Linked DNA regions of Gossypium hirsutum: region 1 is linked to region 2. Evidence: chromatin contacts called from public Hi-C data. All regions are on one chromosome and are shown on one strand. Each heading gives the region's core, a stretch centred on a gene start, on an enhancer-like site or on the middle of the called end of the contact. The rest is flanking DNA. Distances are from core to core; before and after follow the strand shown. Region 1 holds the start of LOC107955680 (olee1-like protein). Region 2 holds the start of LOC107952821 (kanadaptin).

Region 1 (3,909 bases), core at 1,161-3,660, 300 kb before region 2:
GCAATAAATTTGGTCCATATTCGACAGGATCTTGTTGAAAGTGGTCATGCACTATTGAACCATGCTTACCGTGCTCAACAAGAATATGCAAGGTAATGAATTACTGTTTCTGCCTACTTGGAAGTTACAATTATATAAAAGCAATCTGTTTATCTTTTTTTCCCTCTGATCATTTGTATAAGCAGATAGTGCTTCATCTAGAATCGAGTTGCCTATTCTTTCTTCGGAATCATATGGTTGCTTTTATAGTTGCATTTGCTTTTCAAAGAAAAAAACAAAAGTGGACTTGGATACAAAAGAAAAAATTACTTTTAAATAATTAAAAATGAAAATCCAATTTTGGGTTAAATGTACCAAACTATATGGGTTTACTTTCATATTACATTATAATTTGTGTTACATTTTAGTCATTTTGTCGTTTTGATTAATTATGATATGGTTTTTCTTGCCAAATGATGCAGGACAACAAATTATTGTTTGAATTTGGCAGCTGAGCAAGATAAGATTATCACCGAGAAATGGCTACCTGAACTTAAAACTGCAAATTTGAATGCTCAGAAGTGCTTGGAGGACTGCAAATATGTCAGGGGTTTGGTAAGTAACGGTGTTATCGTTTTGCTGGTCATATCATTAGATCTCTTGCTACGTGTATGCATATTCCACTGTTTTCTTCTGTTTTATATTCAACCCATTCGAATATTAGTCTTGTAAAAGAAAGAAATGATTGGTTTTTCTGTAAGCAAGAGTGCGAGCTGGAGCTGTGAGTTGGAGTGAGGTTGGTTGCTGAGATAGACTGGTTGTTTGATTGCAGACTATGTTTCTGGGTGCAACTATGACCTATTTGTTTGTTTATTTATTTCTGGTGATAAGAGAAGTGAGAATGGGAAAGGGGTTTGGGGATAGGGATGGCAAATTAACTCGAACCTGACGGGTTTTGACTGATTTGACCTGATAGGGGCTTTTTTCTTGAAAAATCGGGTTTGGGGCTGGGTGGGATACCAAAATACCCTTTTTTTATTTTAATTAATTTTATATATTTTAGTTAGATTTTTTAAACTGAAATAAGATTTTATGAATTTTAATTCTTTTTTAATTTTTTATTTTAGGTAGATATTTTTTATTTTTATAAGATTGTAGAATATGTATTTTATTTAATCTTGCAAAAGTAATATAATATAAAAAATTATTTAATACTTCGGGTTTGGTCGGGTTTGAGAGTAGGGGAATTTTTAGTATTTTGGGATTGGGTTTGGGACCCTAAACCCTAAACTTGGGTATTAAATTTTTTAATAAGATCAGTTTGGAGACGGGAGGTATAAAAATATGGCCAGAGTAGGGGTTAGCAAAACACCACCCCATCATATCGCTATCTCTAGTTGGGGATTAAACTTGTTTATGTCAATATATAAGGTCTGTTATTTGAACCCACTATTTCGCTTAAAGTACCAGTGTTAAACATGTGTCCGACACAGACCTGGATATGGGTATAGGAGTATGATCTTCCATATATATGAAAAATTTAGGAAAAAAAATTGAACAAATTTAGGAAAAAAAATTGAACATATGTTGTACACATACTTGTATCCGGTACTCATCTTTGAGTCTAGATATAACATAGTTTAAGACTATTGAAACATCAACATCTTATTATATTTGCCTTGGGATTGAACATCGTGAGTACAGCTGGACGAGTGGTGGGAGCAACCGGCATCAACTGTTGTAGATTGGGTCACAGTTGACAGACAAAATGTTGGAGCCTGGCATTCTCACGTGAAGCAACTTCTTGCATTTTATGATAAGGAAGTTTTGTGAACTGTTATTGTTTATTATTCATTCTCCTTTGTTCGATGGTTGGGTATCACTTTTTTTTTTTTTTTACACTAAAGCCCTGTATTTGAATGTAGTAGTATGGTTTGAATTTCCCAGAAGAAATGGCTGTAAAAACTTAAGCTACCTTTCTTTGTGTTGTAAAGAGATTTTTGCCAATTTGTGAAATGATCTTCTGCTTAGAATATAGCTTGCTTTTCACCTATGATTCAGAAGTTTTCATTTTAATTTTGGTTATCTTTTTCTTTGATTTTGAGTAGATTATTTTGATTTTCTTTTGAAAGATACAAGCACTGGGATATTCCATATCTAAAGTTATTTTGATTTTGGTTTGGATAATATTCGATTAAGCAAATTCCGGTTCAAATATTTAAAAAATATAAATATTCGATTTGTTGTCTCCTAATTGCAAAAAGTAGGTTGAAATGTGATTCCATGAATACTGAGCTCATATTATTCATGGCATTGGCACATGATATCTATGGCTGCTGTAAGCAGCTCGTGAACAAGCAGGAACCAGTCCAACTATCCCAAACTGTTGAATTTATATCATCAAATTCAAAGGAACCAATTCAATAAACTGTAACTATAATTCCCAGCCATCAAAGTTTTACTAGTTTCTAAATCATACATTCATTCCTTTTGAGCTGTTTTGGAGGTGGAAGAAATTAAACCTGAATGCATTGCTTCCACTTTACAGTTCACTGGTTTTTGCATGAACGATATTAAGAAGGTTGATAGGCTACACTATAAAAGTTATCAAAGTTCAGGGCATTAAATCAGAACCCCAAAAAAAGAGGTATTTGAAGAGATTAGAAGGATGAAAATGAGTTGGTTTTCCCTAGTACTGCTGCTGCTTAGTTTAACAATCAATAATCTCTCAGAGGCTGGCCATGGACATAAGCTACGTTCTGCTGTTGTTTCTGGAACTGTATACTGTGACATTTGTTTCCAACAAGATTTCTCAAAGGCCCATCACTTTATTTCAGGTCTGCTGTTTTCACTACTAGTGATTTTCATCTGTTATAGGCTAACATTTTAATATGCTTCCTTGGTTGAAATTTTGTTTCTGCAGGTGCATCAGTTGCAGTGGAATGTAAAGATGGGGAATCGAGGCCGAGTTTTCGACAAGTTGTGAAAACCAACGAGCAGGGAGAATTCAAAGTTCGTTTGCCATTCTCAGTTACCAAACATGTGAAGAAAATCAAGGGATGTTCAGTGAAACTTGTGAGAAGCAGTGAGCCATACTGTGCAGTGGCCTCATCTTCAACATCATCATCACTCCATCTCAAGTCAACAAAGCAAGGAACTAAGGTTTTCTCAGCTGGGTTTCTGAGTTTCAAGCCATTGAAACTGCCAAATCTATGCAACCGAAAACCAAGTGTTGTTGCAGACTCTAAGGAATACAACACCCCACACACCTTGGACTTTGAGCAACCAAACTATCCCATATTTCCACCTCCACTTGAAGACCCTGCAACACGACGGCCAAGCCCACTGCTTCCCAATCTCCCACCATTACCTCAACTCCCCCCTCTGCCACCCCTTCCAGGGCTCCCTTTTCCTCCCATTCCTGGAAGGAATTAGACAACTAATTCTCTGATATTAATTAATGGGTATAAATGGCTATTTAAATCACTTCTTTACTTTCTGTCCTACTCCTCTATGATATTATTCCACTAGTTTTCATGTAATACTTTATTCCCATTCCCTTTATCTACCAGTTGGAAGTTAATGTGGTCTAAGCATTCAATGGAGAATCTTGATCTGAATAATGTAATGGGAGTTTTATATTTCAGAATTTTATGTATTAATAATAGACATCAAAAATAGTTCAAAAAAAATTATTTACCACATATTTTCTAAAATAGAACATAAAATAAAGAATATTTAGTTCAAATTTAAACATGCAATTAGAAATATAGGTAAAAACTCATAAAAATAAGCCTCTTCAAAACAAACAAAAAGTTTTCACTCTCTTTGCCATAAAGAAAGTGAATAAAAATTACCAAGTGTAATTAATCTATAACTAACAAACATGCGATTAGTTTATACTCCAATCAACCATTAAACAAATACTAT
Region 2 (4,371 bases), core at 254-2,753:
CATTAGCACATTCCTATGACTATCTTTGTAATTATTCCTAGCATCCTTATATTTAATATTTGTGCATAAAACCAAAAAAAGAGAAACAGCTAGCATTACAAGGATAAAGAAGAGAAAAAGGATTTATAAGAATAAGTCACAGGTGGGGTGGTCATGAGCAGTTCTTGTACAAACGTGTAAATTGGAAATTAGAAAATGCTCCAATCATAGCCCCCATTACAAAGAAAGCTTCTAGAGGGTATAGAGTTAGCCATTTCGGAGAATTAGGATTAATCATTTCACAAGAATATAACAAATTAACAACCCAGAGATGCTATTCATGTGAGTCAATTGAATACGGTTTTATTACAAAGTAGAAACTACAAACAGCAGCCAGAAGACTTCAACAACTCAGAGAAACTGCAAGATAACATCTTTCTTGGCCAATGAAAAATATTAAATTTTGAAAAAGTTGATAGCCTCCATAATGAATTTGAAATATGTTATTCCACATAACCATAACCTAAATGATATAATCAAAACAAAGAGAATTAATCTAATAACGAAAACCCTTCGCTTCTTTTCTTGGGTATCTACTCATTTTCCGTTTACAACAATAAAACTTCTTACTAGCTAATTGAATCTACTTCATTTAGAATCCAAACAAAATAACCTCTCGTAGTCATTTTATTCTGCAAACATTTCCGACTTCACCAACCAAATTTAAGCTATTTGAATTCCTCGCTTCATGGACACTAAATGTTTACATTGTCAAATAAAAGAGATTTACCAGCATGAAACCGCGAAATAGTGGGATGCTCAAGCACAAAATCACATAGATCAATACGCCCAAACATATAAGCTCCCTTCTCAAACCTATACAAACAAATTTCACAATTTGTCAACATTCCCAAAAAAGAAAAACAAAAAGAAAAGAAGCCTTAAAAGGGTAAAAACAATTACACTTTAAATCGGTCGAGGATGCAGCCATCTTTAAGCACCTCGAGGAAGAAATGGTGACAAGGAGGTCCACTCCACGGAGGGATTGTGTAAGGCACAGAAGATTGCTTTGGATTTAAGGGCTTTTCAGTTGAATTTGGTTCTGACTTTGATGGTTTTTCTTCGTCTAGGGGATTTTGCAGGTTAGGGTTTATGGGAAGAGGTGGCGGAGGACCCATCGTGGTTTTGGCTGTTATGGGTTCGGATTCCTCTTGGGCTATCGACTCGGGTTCGGTCGAGGGGTTAGGGTTTATGGGAAGAGGTGGCGGAGGACCCATCGTGGTTTTGGCTGTTATGGGTTCGGATTGTTCTTGGGCTATCGACTCCTGTTCGGTCGAGGGTTTAGGGTTCCTGGGAGGCGGTGGACCCATCGTGGCAGTCATGGTTGCAGAGAGAGAGAGAGAGAGGGAGGGAGGGAGGGAGGGAGGTGTTGCAGAATTTTGAAGCTTGACGCGGCACAACAAGCAACGTTAAGCGGATCTAAAAATGGGTTACGGGTCAAAGGATTAAGGACGATAACTGACCGGGTCGGTTTCGGTGGACCTGGATATTGTTTTTTTGTAACAAGACCCCTCTAGTCCTTTTGGTCCCCTACAAAAATTGGCGCATTTTAATTATAGTTGAAAAGTGAGAAATTAAAAATAATTAATTATAATATTAATATATTTTATTAATTATACATAATTTTAATTAATATAAAAATAAATTTAAATTTTAATATTTATATATTTTGTCATTTTAACCTTAATTATTGTAAGATAAATTTGTTAAAATAAAACTAAATTAATAATATGTATAAATTTTATGAATTAAGTTTATTATTATATCAACTAAAATTATGTATAATTAATAGAAAATATTAATATAGTGATTACTTATTTTTAATTACTCACCTCCAAAATTGATAGAGATTAAATTATTTTAATTTTATAGGGAAGAATTTATAATTACGTGTAAAATAATTATTTTAATTAAATGAGAGTTGATTTCGATAATATAATTATACTAATTGTTTACTTGTGTAACGCATGGAGAAATTTCGTGGGTAAGAAATTGGTATTCTCATTTATTGGAAAATATAATTGAGAAATTATTTATTGATATATATTTTTAAAATAGTTAATTAATTTTATTGAAAAGAAAGTAGTTTTTATTAAAATTTGCATAATATTGAAATATATATTTATTATGCAAAAATAAAAATTACAAAATATAAATTTACCTTTTGATAAGAATAATATGTTGAGATATATCTATTCCCTCCTTCAATTATTAAAAATAAAAATATAAAATAGTATATAATATTATTGAAATAATGGAAAACAATAATTAAACATAAAAATAGACTTGCATATATGATTAGAAACTTGCTACCAAATGTATATATGCAAATATTAAATAAATACATGAGTTCAGTATATATGTTTTATGCAACTATTTTAGATAGGACTGCAACTATTTGTTCAACAATAAAATGTGTTTTGTTTTTGTGACGAAAATTATAGTTTCTTATAATATTTTATTTTGATACAATGCTTAAAATTATTTATAGCCCCTCCCATCCTAACCCTTAAATAGGAAGATAATGCGCTTCAACACACTCGGACTCATGTCCTCCTACACTAGTAACAATGTCAATATCAATCGAGTTGAGACTCAATTGATTAGTATAAACTTTTTAATTTCATTAGTTGAAATTATAATCATTAAGTTCAATCTCAAACACATTATATAAATCTATATTAATTATATTTATCTCATTTTACATATTCAATTAGGGGTGAGTAAATTTTGATTCAACTCGAAAAAATTTAAAAAAAAATTAAATTTCGAACTATTCAAATCAAATTAATCGAGTTAATCGAATCAATTTAAATTTTTATTATTTTTGAGTTCGAATCAAGTCCCCCCGCAAACCCTTTTAGTTTCCTCAAAAAAAAATTTACTTCCCTTCAAATCCCAAGAACTTTTTCCCTTTATTTTTCCTTCAAAACTTTTACTTTCCCCTAACAAATTTTACTTTCCCCAAATCTCCCAAACTTTTACTTCCTCTTAAACCCTAAGATACGTTTGGTTCACTGTAATAGAATAGGGTTGTAATTTAATAGAGCTGTAATGGAATAGAGCTGTAATCAGTAATTCAACTGTTTAGTTGAATGGAATGGAATAGAGCTGTAATAGAATTCTTGTGTTTGGTTGAATGGAATAGATGTTGTAATAGTATAAGGAAAAAGGCTTAAATGACCAAAGTACCCTTAACAGAATTTTTGTAGGTAAATGATTATTGTTATTAAATTTTAATAAAAATAAAAATAAATAATTTAATCATATTTTAACATAATTATTATTAAATATAATTTAATAAAATAATATATAATTTAATAACATTCTTAGTATAATTATTAATAATATTTTATAATAATTTTAATATAAAATTATTATTAAGAATATTTCAATGCCTAATATATTTGATTCAATCTAGCCTCTCACATGTTCTCTTAGGTCACAATAAATGAATTTAACATACGATATGATAATCCTCTAATAACATTTTATTTTAATAGTCAATTTTAATAGAAAACATACTTTTTATATTTTATTTTATCCTTTATAATAACATAATAACAACAATTAATTATAAGGTATACTCTTTAATAAATTAATAATTTATATCAATCTTTTGGTGAAATAAAAACCTTTAAATTTTACATAAAAATTACTAAATTTTATAAACATTAGTTCTTTTCATATGTGAAATAAAAAATCAAAACTCATAGTCCTTGAAATGAAAAATTTTCAATTCAGCCCCTTTAAAAAGAATAAAATTACAAATTGATCTATGGTAAAATTGCACTTTAGCCCCCAAAATATTAAAAAATTATGTTTAGTACCTTCAAAAAGGATGGAATTATAAATTAATATATGATAAAATTACATTTTGATCTCAAAAATTAATATATGATAAAATTACATCTATTACATTGGTTGGGAGGCAGCCAATGATACTTCTCCATTAGAGTAGAGATAAAGATATGCTGTCATACTGGTCGGAACAACTATAGTCATCCATGTAGCGCACTGAAATTACAACAATCGTAGAGAGAGTTATTTTATTTGAGGAAAATTACCAAGCACTATTAGCAACGGTTGTACAAGTAGACCATCAAGCTTTATGTAGACATTTCAAGATAAAAAGGAAAACTAAGAATTCAAAAGAAGAATATGGAACAATTCCTTCAAAAATTCAATGTTATATCCCTGATACACATTTACACAGCTTGAAGCTAAAGATAACATTATAAATGGATCCCTCAAAATAATACATCAGCTACAGAAACTTCAAACATATTGAAATCACTAAAGAAAGTATAGGTTCCAGACCAAGACAAAATT

The links. Hi-C and Micro-C count contacts between places; a contact is called where the count stands out from the background.
Region 1: a Hi-C map of leaf shows a contact between it and region 2, with 4 times the contacts expected there. The contact joins the promoter of LOC107955680 here to the promoter of LOC107952821 in region 2. A contact is called at or near these places in 3 of 34 Hi-C or Micro-C datasets (all in leaf).

Annotation. Positions count from the first base shown.
Region 1 is chrA07:82,544,323-82,548,231 of Gossypium_hirsutum_v2.1, reverse strand. It overlaps LOC107955680 (olee1-like protein), which reads left to right and starts at 2,410. Exons shown (of 2, transcript XM_016891486.2): 1 at 2,410-2,816; 2 at 2,903-3,602. The coding sequence starts at 2,648. The coding sequence ends at 3,414. LOC107955679 (AUGMIN subunit 5) reads left to right here. Exons shown (of 11, transcript XM_016891485.2): 9 at 1-92; 10 at 462-594; 11 at 1,684-2,032. The coding sequence ends at 1,812.
Region 2 is chrA07:82,238,311-82,242,681 of Gossypium_hirsutum_v2.1, reverse strand. LOC107952821 (kanadaptin) reads right to left here and starts at 1,503. Exons shown (of 12, transcript XM_041116928.1): 1 at 943-1,503; 2 at 770-855. The coding sequence starts at 970. It overlaps LOC107952820 (a long non-coding RNA gene), which reads right to left. Exons shown (of 3, transcript XR_005930039.1): 3 at 3,862-4,056.